Linked DNA regions of Mus musculus: region 2 is linked to region 1. A link is a contact called in public HiChIP or PLAC-seq data. All regions are on one chromosome and are shown on one strand. The core of a region is the stretch at or near the end of the contact, and the rest is flanking DNA. Distances in the headings are between cores, read along the strand shown.

Region 1 (6,783 bases), core at 668-3,167:
TCACTGACCTAGCACTGGGGTGTTTATCCAGTCACTACTTAAGTCACTTGGGTGACTAATTTTTCCAGTCACAGGGGACTTCTCCAACACTGGGCCTTTCTCCACCAGACTTAGACTTTAATTAAGGTGCCTACAATTTTGTTCACTTCAAATCTGGCCAAAACCTAAATAAATAGAACTCCTGACGTCGGCCAAATGGCAAAGGCAACACCGAAGTGTTGAGTCAGTAAGAGCCCAAGAAAACGAAAACTACTTTACCCATCTTCAACCCGAGTGAGCAGAAAACACAGTTTCTTGTGTTAAATGTCTCCTTATCAAAAAAAGGAAGAAAGAGAGAAAGAAAGGAAGGGAGGGAGGGGATGGAAATAAGTCAATAAAGGTGTTGACTAGGCTATGTGACTAGGCTATCCCACCAAATATCCTTCCGTATAGTTAGGCTACATTAAAAATCCTACTTTAAGTGGGTTCATTGATCACACATGTCTTTTCCTTTATGTATGCATAGTGGCAGCCTTGATTCTTTTTTAAGAAACCTACCAAAACAACATAGGGAAGCAAGACGCCCAGGGACTCAGATTTCAGCCTGCCAAAATACCCGCTACAAACACTGTGACTCAAACTTTTCCAGACCAATTCATCTTTCACAGAAAACTGAATCTAAAGTCACTGGGCCAACCGCTCTGTCCAGCTGGCACAAAGAACCACGTTTCCAGGACTGAACCCTGGATCCTATAGCACAGTTGAGTTACCAAACTTTTCCTTCCAGGTGGAAACCCACACTGAAAACCCGAAGTCCTTCCAACCTCTGGAGGGCTCACTCAACACACACTGTTTTCAATCCCGAAGTTCCTGGCTTTCCCGAGAGCTCTCCGACTTCAGTATGGGGCTGAAATGGACTTGGACAACTTTTATCTTACATTTCTCCGAAATTAGTAACTCTAAAAGTTGTTCTGAAAGAGCACTAAAAGTAAGGCAGAAAGCGACGAGAGCTTCGTAGAGGTTTGGAGACCACACAGAGCCACCCTAAACTGTGGCGTCCTGCAAACTGGATCTACCTCAGGTGCAACTTCATTTCCACAGTTAGGATGAAGACTTCGGAGCACACAGGGTGTTCCCCAGAAGCCCCGAGCCAGGATGAATGAGCTTGGACTGCACCGACTGAGTGTTTATTAGCATCTTCACGTGGTATTCGGCGGCCGGAGCACAGCAAAAGCAGGGATGGCATGGGACGCTCCCGGGAACCCCGAAAACTTTTCTTTGCAAAACTAGCAGAGGGGGAACAGAGGCGGTTGCGAAGGCGATGGGCCACCCTGGTCCCACACTAAGCCACAGGGCTTCTCCAGCACCACCCCCAGCCCGCCGCCGCGCGCACACAAAGGAGCGTGTATACCCGGGAGACCCCCGCGCCCATTCCGCGCACCCGGGAGCGAGGGAAGCCCAGGAAAGGGCAGCGGGGCGTCGTGGGTTACTCACAGGGTGACCGTGCGGTTGGGCAGCGTGTCCGGGGGCAGAACCTGCGCGAGCTCCAGGCTGCTGCACACCACCTTCCCCTCGGCGGCGGCGGCCGCTCGGCCGGTACCCCGGGCCCGACCGTCGTGCTTGCAGCCCGCGGGCAGCGCCGCGGCCCCGCGCTCTCCTCCCCACAGCAGAGCGAGCAGCGCCAGCGGCAGCAGCAGCAGCGGCGGCGGCGGCTCCATGCCGCTGACCGGGCCTGCGGGGCCGAGAGACGGCACCGGCCTAGCGGGCGGCGGCGGGGCGGGGCGGCCCTGGCGGTGGCCCGAGCCTCCCGGCGGCCCGAGGATCGGTCCCGCTTCGCGACGACATGCTCCTTTGTCCGCGGCCGCGCTCGCCCTCCGCGGAGCCGCGGGGTCAGGGCCGCCGGGTCCCAGCTCGCCGCTCGGCCCGCGGGAGCGCCGCCTCCTCCCGCCGGCTCCTCCCCGCGCGACCGCTCCTCCCACCCCAGCCCCGCGCGCTCTCAGGCCCGCAGCCGACCCGACCTCGACCCGGGCACGCCCCCAGGTCCTGGCCGGAACTCCGCTGCTCCTGGACCCAGCGGAAGAAAGTTCTAGACTAGTCTAACTCCAGCAGCCCTGCGGCTCTGCTCCACGTTTCCTGGCGCCGCCGCCTGGCAGACAAAGCCGCCCTGCACGCCCCTAAGAGCCCTGGCTGGAGGGGGTGAAGTTCCTTTCTCCAACCTGACGAGGGGAAAGAGCCTGAAACCAATCTTTCCAAAGAAAGGCCATGGTAGAAAGTTTCATTATCCGCCAGAGCCAGAAACAGGTTTCTTCCCAATAAACTGAACTCGGAAGCTGCCCCTGGCCTGAAGCAGCTGTGGGCAGGCTGAGGATGCATGGGGACCATTCAACCGAAATTTCTGAGTCCACAGGTAGATCAGATGTTAACCAGTTGGAGCAACAGTGACGAAGCAGCCAAGAAACCCAAGCTGAATTTTATTATTCATGCCAAAGACCGCAGACCCCACCCTAACATTTGCAAGACCAGGGTTCTCCTACCCTATGTTTAAGTTTATAGAGACTATACAAGCCAACAAAATGAGTTTTATTCTCCTTTGAGAAACAGACTTCCTTAACATCCAGGAAGGAGCAACTTGGTATACAGAAACCTCGCGTACTTTGGAGTTCAACCCTGTAACTTAGCAGGTAAGGAGCACGTGATCACAGCCCGTGGACACAGCCAGTGGCCTGTCCATCCCCTGCTGGCCTTGCTTCCTATACTGGTTCCACTCAGCAACAGGTGGGGCGTGGCACCTGTGTACACACCTGTGCCCAATCAGCCTATCCGTCCCTCCCAACACAGCCACCCTTAGGCTGTCACAGAGACAGGAGTGGTTATTCCAGCTGCTTGATCTTACATCGAGAGAACTGGAAGAGAAGCAGGGTCCATGGCAGGCATTTTTTAACTTGGATCTAAAAAGACCTCCGAAAAAAAATTTCCAAGATCATGTCCCAGATATATGTATTTGGCGTTCTCCATAGTAAATAAGCTACCAAGACACTTAGATAAGTGCGAATTGTGCATCACTTGATACTTCTTGAGATTTAACTATCTAATATCTAAACACAGTGGTGCATATAGCATCTACTAATACATCAATGAGGAGAGAATTATTCTGGCTCTGGAAGTTGGCATGTGACAAGGAAAAGAGGGATCCAGACCTATAGTATCCAAGTTAGTTAAGGGTGGCTATCTAGAGCTTAAAATTTATCTACAATTCTGTAGGAAGTGGGGTTTTTATTCAATTTCACTTTTATTAAATTCAGCTTTAAATGCTATTACATATGTGTTGAACAGCACAAGTCTGTGCCTACAGTGGCTAAGAAAAGTAAGAAATCATAGCCATTATTAAGTCACTTAAAATTTACAACTAACTATAGGTCACAAACTCATATTTTCAGTTATAGTGAGGTTGGTCACCTTTCTGTAGAATTTATATGAAGATGATTACCCCTCCCCCTCCCATAAAATCAATACCTGTCATCATTACCTGTTCTCACCATAAAAATAAAATCTTACCATAATAATTTGAAAGCTTTTATTTGCCATGTTGCTGTTGATATAGCCATAGACTGGCGTATCATAGACTACATGAAAATGTTGATAACTATCACGGAGGTAAATGTGTTTGACTCTTCTAAGACGTACTTAGCATGCGCTTTAAGTTTGGCGTCAGATTTGTACTTCACGATGGTTGAGAATATTAAAATATAAAATCACCAGGAAAGGGTAGGTCACAAATAAGACCATGAATCTAGAGACAAACATGGATGAAACAATCCTATTCTGTGGGCCAGCTCAGCTTTCTTCCAAAGAAGTCATTCCGATGAGTGTTGAAAATAAGTCATTTAAAAGAAAAAAATCACAGAGTGGAGCCGGCTTTAGAAATTCCCAACACTGTAGACCCCAGAGTGTGCCGAGCGCTGAGTCTATGCAAGCACCGGGACATGGAGCCCTCCCTTAGAACTGCATAGATCTCAGAGGACGATGGAGTCCGAGCTTGACAGCTTCACCAGAATTTAAGCTGGAATTAAGCTACTCTCACCCTGACATCTTCTCGCCAGACAGGTCCAGTGACTGCTGCTCCTCCCTCAGGCCTGGAGCACGTGGCAACATTTGAAACTGTAGGGCTTCCTGGGTCTTGAGTTCTCACTGTGTCTGTGACTGTCCCATAGCAGAAAGTTCTAGAAACTGAGATGTTACTTCGTAACCATACAGGAACAGGGCAGCATCACGTTGGCTGTTGCTTTAAGGAGGGGGTATGGACCACATTCAGCATTTCATCAAGAACAGTGGTTCTCAGCCTTCCTAATGCTGTAACCCTTTTAATACAGTTCCTCATATTGTGACACTCATGTTTTGTTGCTACATCAACACTCTAATTTTGCTACTATTATTAATGGTAATGTAAATATCTAAATATAGATAACCCTAAAGGGGTTGAGACTCCCAAGTTGACACTCACTGGTCTAGAGACCAGTTGAGACCCGCTGGTCTTGTAAGGTTTGTAAGAGATATCAAACATGCTTTGTTTTTCTTGATTTAAAATAAAATACTGTATAAACTGTGTATGTCTGCGTGAATACCTGTAATGAAAATATGTTTTAATATATGTGTTCATAGATAATAAATGTGTCTATCTAAATTTACTGCTAACAGTTCCTTTTAGGAACCTTTTCCCGTCACCAGACTATGAGCTTCTAGAAGCCTTTCTTGATTCCCCCTTTCAAATCACTCTCTCTCTTTCCTCCATCTTGTGCCTCTGGAATCTGGATTGTTTAGATCCAGGGTCTAATGATTATCTAAACTTGGCGCATAACTTCCTTCTGTTTGAATTTTACATCTGTGTATGTTAGCTCTCCCTTACCACAGTTGTAGCTCCCTGATGGTCCCTGTTTCCCATGGCAGGTTGCTGCCCAAAAGCCACTCTTAAGCTTTTCTGAGGTGCATCACTTTCCAGCCATTCTTGTAACTACTGGTGGCAGATGACCCTGCAAAAGGAATCAACAATTATGCTGTTCACTAGTGTATATAAATTTAAGTGTGTATAAATTTAACCTAAAAGCTTGACAAGATTTTACCCAAAAATTCTATTTCTCAGTCTTTCAGATCAGTGCTTCCTAGCTGCTTATAACTGATGAATATCAGTTTGACTTCAGAGATTCTACAGTAGTTGTAGAAACTTCTATGTGTCATCTGTTTTAAAAGAGCCTATTGTCTAGAGACCTGGCTTGGGGATATAGAGCACTGATTACTATTTCAGAAGTCTATGGTTAGATTCACAACACCCACAGGGAAGCTCACAACCAGCTGTAATTCCAATCACTGGAGATCTAATGCCCTCTTCTGACTGCCTCAGGCACTGCGTACATGGAAACATAGAAGCAGGCAAAACACCCAAACAAACAAACAAACAAACATGCCTAAAGCCTACTGTGTGATTCTGTTAAGAGGAAGATGAGGGAAAAAGGAAAAGTGGATGCTAATAATCCATCCCTTTTTCCCACCACTGACATTTGCAACCTAGAGGTGAAATGTGTGTTTTGTAATCAGAAGGCAAAAAGCCTCAAGGAACACTTTAAATCATAGAAGGGTATTTAAAAACAGAAGCATTCAGCTTACTGAGATGATGGTCAATTGCCACTCAAGCCTCTGGACTTCTTTCCCTCAGTGGTGAGTATCCTTGCATTTATGTCACCATTGTTATAACTTTCTACCACCTAGGGCAGTCCTGGCACAAAAGCAACTCAACGGCATTTGATAATTTACAACATTTTAGATGTACTCATTTCTATGTTTCAGACATCTGCTGCTATCCCTCAGCCATGATGACTAAAGATAAGTTTTGTTGAAATAAGCATTATGGGTGGCCAAATATAAATTCCCAGCTATTGTTAACCAATGTGAAATGGATAAAGTTCATTCTTCTAGGATCAGATAGAAATGTGTAATGCCATGATTAAATTTACAGCAGGAAAGAACATCAATTGCTAGCACTTGAAAGGTCTCTGGAACACCTTTTGTAAGCCTTAGTAATTAAACAGACATTCTCAGTTCACTTTTGTGTGCTTGGATGGTAATCTATTAATTATGACATCTGTGGTTTGTATTTTTAGTGTTTTCGTAGCATGTGTTAGAATGTGTGCTTGGTCATTACCCAGGACCCAGATGGATCCACAGTGTTATCTCAGATATCCTGCCTCTTACACAGCTTTGGCCCCAGCTCTGGCTCACTGGTTAGGAGATACAGTGCCCTTCAGCAAGTCACTGTACGTCACCTTTTTAAATGAGGACTTAAACCAGCACAGGGTTTAAAGTGCAATTTTTGTCCTGATGAGCCATGAAGTCATTGTTGGTGTGCGGCAGCTGGGCTATTATTGGAATGTATCTTCATGACACCACTACTCTCTTTAGGTGACCAAATATTTTTCTGAAATGATATTTTCCTTCTCCATTCCAGTGTAATTATTATTGGTTATAAATACAAAGGAGAAATATGAGGCAAAATCCAACCAGCCGTGCCATGAGAAGAATTACCTTGATAAAACAGCGGGCACCAAGTGTTTTTATGTCCAGATCTGTTAGCACAGATTCATGGAACAAGAAGGCTTAGTCTATGCTTATATCACATGGTTTGTTTCATACACAGAGAGACATTGCTGGAGAGATGGTTCAGTAGGGAAGAACACTTGCTGCTCTTCTAAAGGACTGGAGTTTGGTTGTGAGCACTGACGTCAGGCAGCACAGGAACGCCTCTACTCTAGTTCA
Region 2 (5,885 bases), core at 581-3,080, 64 kb after region 1:
TAATAAATGCTAAAATTAAGAATGGTTGCATTATCAGCAAATGCTTCTTATATATCTATATATACATATATTTATGAAGGTGATTTGTTTATATGTGTATAAAATTTGAGGTCACACAAACTTTTTTGGGCTAATTGGGCTAAAAGGCTTGAGAGTGGGAAAAGTTTGAGAAGCACTGGCTTATATCAGATATTTAATCACAGTAGCATGAACATGCCAAACAAGCTCCAGGTCTTATGGATCGTCACATATATGAGATTACTCCCTGCTGAGGGAGGACTAAGCAAAAGGTTGTGGTGTTTTTATGGACCCTGATGTTAGGGTAAAAGTGTAGAGGGAAGAAAGAGAAAGCTCCAAGGATGATGAACAGGCTCAAGGAAAGGTGCTGACACAGCGATTACCAGTTAGATGAACTTTAATAAGAGATAGGGCCCTGAACTAGGTGAACAGGGCTTCATGTCTGAGGAGGTGCTTCATCAGGCACGATAGCCACCATGTATAGCAAGTGCGATGGGATTCCCAAACAGATTCGTCAGTTTCCAAAACAGCAGGAGAGCTATAGCATCATGGCCATTGCCAACCATAATGGTACTATTAAACGAGAAAGAGTTAGAACCTTCTCTTCAAATCCCGCCCCCCCCCCCGAAAAAAAAAGAGTTTCTGACTCAGATGTTTGTGAGGGGATGAGGAGTGGGCAAGCTTTCTATCATATGATCTGGCCTACAAACCTTGAATCACAGAGGTAGGCACTATTTAGGATAATTTAAAGTTGCCTTGGTCCTAACATTTTCCACCTAGGCTGAGTGCTGTCATAGTCACAATGGGCCTTTGTCATTCCTTTTTTTTTAAGGGGACAGAATGCAGGGGAGTGTGGCCTAATGAGAGACAGATACAGAGAGATAGATAAAGACAGGAGATAGAGACAGACAGGAGATAGAGACAGACAGGCACAGAGGGACAGACAGAGACTCATAGTGAAGTCTTATGTTCTTAAAGTGCTCAGGCAGAGTAAGGGAGGAAGCATTTCTATTCTTTTCTCCCTTACATGGAAGCCTTGGCAGAGGCACCTGAGACTACTTTTGCACAAGGTCCCAGATGATGATAGCTAAAGAGTGAGTGAACAGGGGATAGAAATGCACTACTTACAGAGCACGAACCTGAGTTCTTGCCTGCAGCTCCCTTCGGAGAGTTACCATTCATTCTGGATGGCACCAGAAATTTTGAAGTGCCATATAATTCACAAGAAGTTAAGGCTTACTCTCTAAGGATTCTCAGTCTTGCTAATAAAAGAATTTAAGTGTGAAATCAAAAGGAAACGAGAAGAGGATCTTATTAGTGATTAGAATAAACACAGGACAGGTGAGCTCTAAATCGTGACAGCTGCCTAGAGGAGGGAACTGGAGAAGTGGAAGAGAGAGACCATGATGCTCTGAGTTAGGCATGGAAGTTTGGCAAGCAGTCACATGACAAAAGGGGGAGAGGGGACTCTAGAGAAAGTTTTATTTATTTTTATTTTTATTTATTTATTTATTTTTTAAATAAAAGCATACCCTGGCCCTCACCAGCATCTGAAAGAAAGAGACACTGGTAAAGCAAGAGGAAAAGTCACACCTTTCTTAGATCACCAAAAGGCAGGCAAGTTTAACCGCATCTCAAGACTTCCTTTCAATTACTCTACTGAAGGCAGGGTTTCTGGAATGGAAAGTACATTATCTCATTAAAGGATAATCGTTCCCCTTGTTTCTTTAGCATGGCTTAAGGCCTTCCTAAGGGGTGGTTCCTTAGCTGTGTAATTGACTAGCCCAAGGGGATTAACTCTGTTTCCTGCAACTTGGAATGTCAGGTCTCCACCCAGACTAGAGGTAGATTCCTTTCTCTAGTCCAAGAGGAAATAGCTTTCTCTTAATGGGCCTCCAGTGTCACTGTAACAAGGAAGGCAGTTTTCTCCCTGTGTGGTCTGCTAGCCTTTGCAACTGTCTGTAGTCAAGCCTGCAAAAACACACAGTTTTAGGTTGACTCCCACAGAGGGAAATCCACACTGTGTTATAAGTTTTAAAACCTTGAGAATTTTCCTGAATATTTTCTCACCATTGTATTGCTAGTGCAAAAAACCTGGATTAGATTATCTGTTAGTTGAGCGGCCCGCTTCTGAGGAATTCACTCTTTTCTGTAGAAACACCTTGAAGTCAAAGACTTTTTAAATAGGATTAAATTTACACAACAAAGGAAAACTCCACAGCAAATGTTCAAGAGAAAACTAGCTATTCTTGTGCAATAAAACACTAAAATTAAAGTCCTCAGAGAAGCAGGAACTAGAATGCAGTTCTGTCCAGACAACCATGTGACTCCTTTAGAGATGATGCAATTTTTGGTAAGAACCGTATCTTCAGTGTTTACCTAGTATTAATACCTGACTCTCAAATTTGATGTGGCACCCATAATACTTTCAAATGTCTTATTGAAGTCTGTCAACTCATGATGATAAGGTAGAGTTTTCCCCCATATCTTAATGAATACCACATATTCTTAGATTTCCTTTGGGTCTAGACCTAAGCCTCACTAAACAAAGTAATAATATAATAATGATAATAATAGTAATAATTATTATTTTAAGGACATTTGATAAAAGTCTTGTCTCCACTCAAGGTCAGAGACACAGCTCAGATACTAATCTTTCAACCCAGAATAAATAAGTAGCATGAAGAACAGCTTAATAAGAATTAAAGGAAAAAAGGGTTTTGATGATTTAAACTGGGATTCAAGGAGAATTTGGTACTCTCTAACCTTTGTCTCATTAAAATGTTTTTTTTTTTAATTTTTTAATTCCTCTTACAATATACAGTTCTTATTGACTACCTCTAAATAACAGTTACTAAGGTCACTGGCAATGAACTGAGCTCCTACTCTAGGCCCAATATTCCAAGACAAAATGTCTCTCATATTGAAGCCCCACTTCAATCACTATGCCAAAACTGTATTGTTTTCTTGATCTCAGAAATCAAGAGAGAGCCACTAACCATACACCTGAACAGGTCAGCTTTGCTAACACACTAGGGATGTCTCTCTGCTTTAAGTGTTCATGAAAGAGAGCTTTGAGAGGACCAATCTGATTTATTTTTCTTTGCATCTGCTTACCTTGGGATCCATAAGCCATGGAAACCAGCTTCCTTTACTCAACTCATCATCACTGATGATATAGAACAAGCTCTTGATGATTCTAATGCCATAAATCAACCCAGTTAACATTTTAATCCATGTATTTCTTACAAACTACCTACTGTCCATGAATAAACACAGCTCTAGTTTATGTATGAGTCAATGAGACTACTAATAACAGGTTTCAGGGTCAATAGAGCTTTTGTATCGCCCACTATGTTGAAGGTACAGGAGATTTTTCCACTGGCAGAGAGACCACACATTCATTGCACCCCTCCTCAAGCTTTAACCTTGAAATTGTACAGGCTGAAGGTGCCACTTTGCATTCCAGGAGGATCTGGTCATTTTCATTTGTGGAGCACACTCTGCATAACTGGACATTGATCCTTGCTTGTACCTTGGTCCTCAGCTTCAACATGGGGTCCAAAATTTCTGAACCAAAAGACACTCCTTTGGCCTGTTTGAGGGTTAACTTAAAGGAGCTCCAATTAGGAGAATTGAAACTGGTAACTCTCCTTCACCTTTCAATGCAAAACTAGCCTAAATATACATTGCTGGCCCAAATTTGGAACTTTCAATTTCTAATACCTAAACTGATTTAGGCAGCTTCATAAGATGGAATGCCAGTGAGACCATTGTATAGGAAAAAATTTTGAGGGGTAAGTATAGACAATGCCTAAAGGAACTACTATAGCATCCTCCATGTTAGGTAGCTTTATAGTGTTCCAATTTCCCAGAAGAGATAGCTTGGCTGAGGGTCAGTTTCCTGTTCCGGTGATTGACAGGACCATTTGGATTAGCTCCTAAGCGAAAATGATGGTGTGTCTTTGTTCTTTACCACAGAGCTTTCCACTACACAGTAATCTTATAATCTTCCCAGCAGTTTAGAATGTCACGTCTCCATGCAGGGCCAGAGATGCAGTTCAGACCTTATTCTTTTGACCAGAAATTGTATAACAAAAGAGTAGATTAGAATTAAAGGAAAAAAAAAACTCTATAAAAAGATCCAACTTTACCAGGAGGAAGTAGCTGTGCCTTAATTGGCATAATGAAAAGTCCCACCACTCCAATTCATTCCTTTTGTCCAATGTGTAGCTACCTTTTCATACTTTAAATCTTAAGACCCCTGGAGTTTGAGAGATAACCTCAGTAAGTAAGAGTGCTTGGGTAAACATCAGGACCTGAGTTCACACTCTTGGTTTTTATATATAAACTAAGCAGGGTCCTATAACCCCAGCATGGGGAGAAGGGTGCAGATATAGGCAGATTCTGAGAGCTCACTAGGCACCTATCCTAACCAAGAACACAAACTTTCTGTCTAGTGAGTGATCTTGTCTCAAGAACATAAAGAAAAGAGCTAGTAGTTCAACACTCAGGATCCTCTTTTGACTTCTGGACTCCACCTTCCCCACCCCCCCCAACACACACACACACACACTCACATAAAATAAGAAGTAATATCAAGGGGTCACAACTAGGAGGCTGGGATGCTTCCTTTGTCGTCTTCCACCATTTGACACTTGCAGCTTTATTGTGTTAAGGCACAGAGTATGCAGGGCTCTATTCCCAGTGACTTGCAGGTCTGTTAATTTTTAACTAGTTGCCTAACACAATGAAAGTCATAAAGAGAAAAGAAATGCATCACCTTTTTCTTTTATTTTTGAGATGATAATTACATCCTTTCCCTGTTCCCTTTCCTCCCTGCAAGCAATTCCGTATACTCCTCCTTTCTCCTCTTCAAAATCATGGCCTCTCTCTACATTATTTTTTGTTTACATGGATATATATATATATATATATATATATATACACACACACACACACATATATATATATATATATATGAGATACAGCTGACTTAGACTCATTTATGCTACAATAAGTAACCCCTCATCCATATTCTTGTATGTACCCCAATAAAATTCATTGTCTCACCAAGTTGACCATGTTGGTATCCTTATTTTGGTCTGTTGTCAGTTTCATATCTGGGGTGAGTAGACATGTGTCTGCATTTCCCCCATATATGCTACTATCAAATCTGACTCTGGCAGCTGCCTCCCAGACCTTGTTGGGTTCATTATCTTATCAATACAGACTCTCAGCTCACTTCTGAAGCCTCTTGAATTTTACAGCAGTCTTTCAAACACATTCATTCTGTAGCCCATGTATATGTATAGATGTATACAGATATATGTGCCATGTACTATGTAATGTGGATATGAAGGTTAATATTAGTAATGAAGACTTGAATAAAAGGCTTGCACATCTTTGGACTATGATACCAAGGCAGGCACAATGCTAGCATAAAAACCATTAAACATTGTGAATTTATTGTTACTTAATAAATTATGACTTTGTGGAAAGAGGTAAGCATATTTATGTTTCTGACATAACACACACATGACACTTATCCTATACTGTCACAGCAGGTCCAGGCTAAATTCTCCTGATGGAGCCTATTGAAAGCTATCATAACATGTCTGTTACCATCCCTTTGAGCAAGACAGCCAGGATAGAGTAACTAGAGACACAGTGCCTTTTATGGCTTGGTCTTTTAAATCACACCGTACAATTTTGTACATATTGCACATTTTCTAGAAATGAGTCATCACATTCAACTCATTCAGTGAGAAGGGAATTAAGCTCTAATTTTTAGGGACAAAGAACGAAAGATACATAGTCAACACATGACAAATTTAAACTACTTTATTGTCATAGGGCTAAGATAC

Evidence for each region. HiChIP or PLAC-seq counts read pairs in DNA pulled down with a chosen protein or histone mark.
Region 2: an H3K27ac HiChIP or PLAC-seq map of embryonic stem cells shows a contact between it and region 1, with 11 read pairs. The contact joins the enhancer-like site here to the promoter of Adgra3 in region 1. A contact is called at or near these places in 6 of 484 Hi-C or Micro-C datasets (embryonic stem cells, muscle stem cells and psoas muscle), 4 of 115 datasets of contacts at active chromatin or transcription factors (craniofacial prominence and embryonic stem cells) and 3 of 9 other capture datasets (adipose tissue, liver and pancreatic islet).

The regions. Positions count from the first base shown.
Region 1 is chr5:50,057,079-50,063,861 of GRCm38.p6, forward strand. Adgra3 (adhesion G protein-coupled receptor A3) reads right to left here and starts at 1,918. Exons shown (of 19, transcript NM_133911.1): 1 at 1,474-1,918. The coding sequence starts at 1,697. It overlaps LOC115490186 (a long non-coding RNA gene), which reads right to left and starts at 1,465. Exons shown (of 2, transcript XR_003955916.1): 1 at 1,056-1,465. It overlaps Gm36702 (a long non-coding RNA gene), which reads right to left. Exons shown (of 3, transcript XR_001784857.2): 2 at 4,883-5,006; 3 at 3,305-4,261.
Region 2 is chr5:50,121,166-50,127,050 of GRCm38.p6, forward strand. It overlaps Gm40300 (a long non-coding RNA gene), which reads right to left and starts at 5,182. Exons shown (of 3, transcript XR_868412.1): 1 at 5,092-5,182; 2 at 4,599-4,760; 3 at 1,545-4,091. Within about 2 kb of position 1,831, at least 22 of the 459 cell types and tissues checked have an H3K27ac peak or open chromatin away from gene starts, as enhancers often do. A contact at or near this core is called in craniofacial prominence and embryonic stem cells, where this site is marked.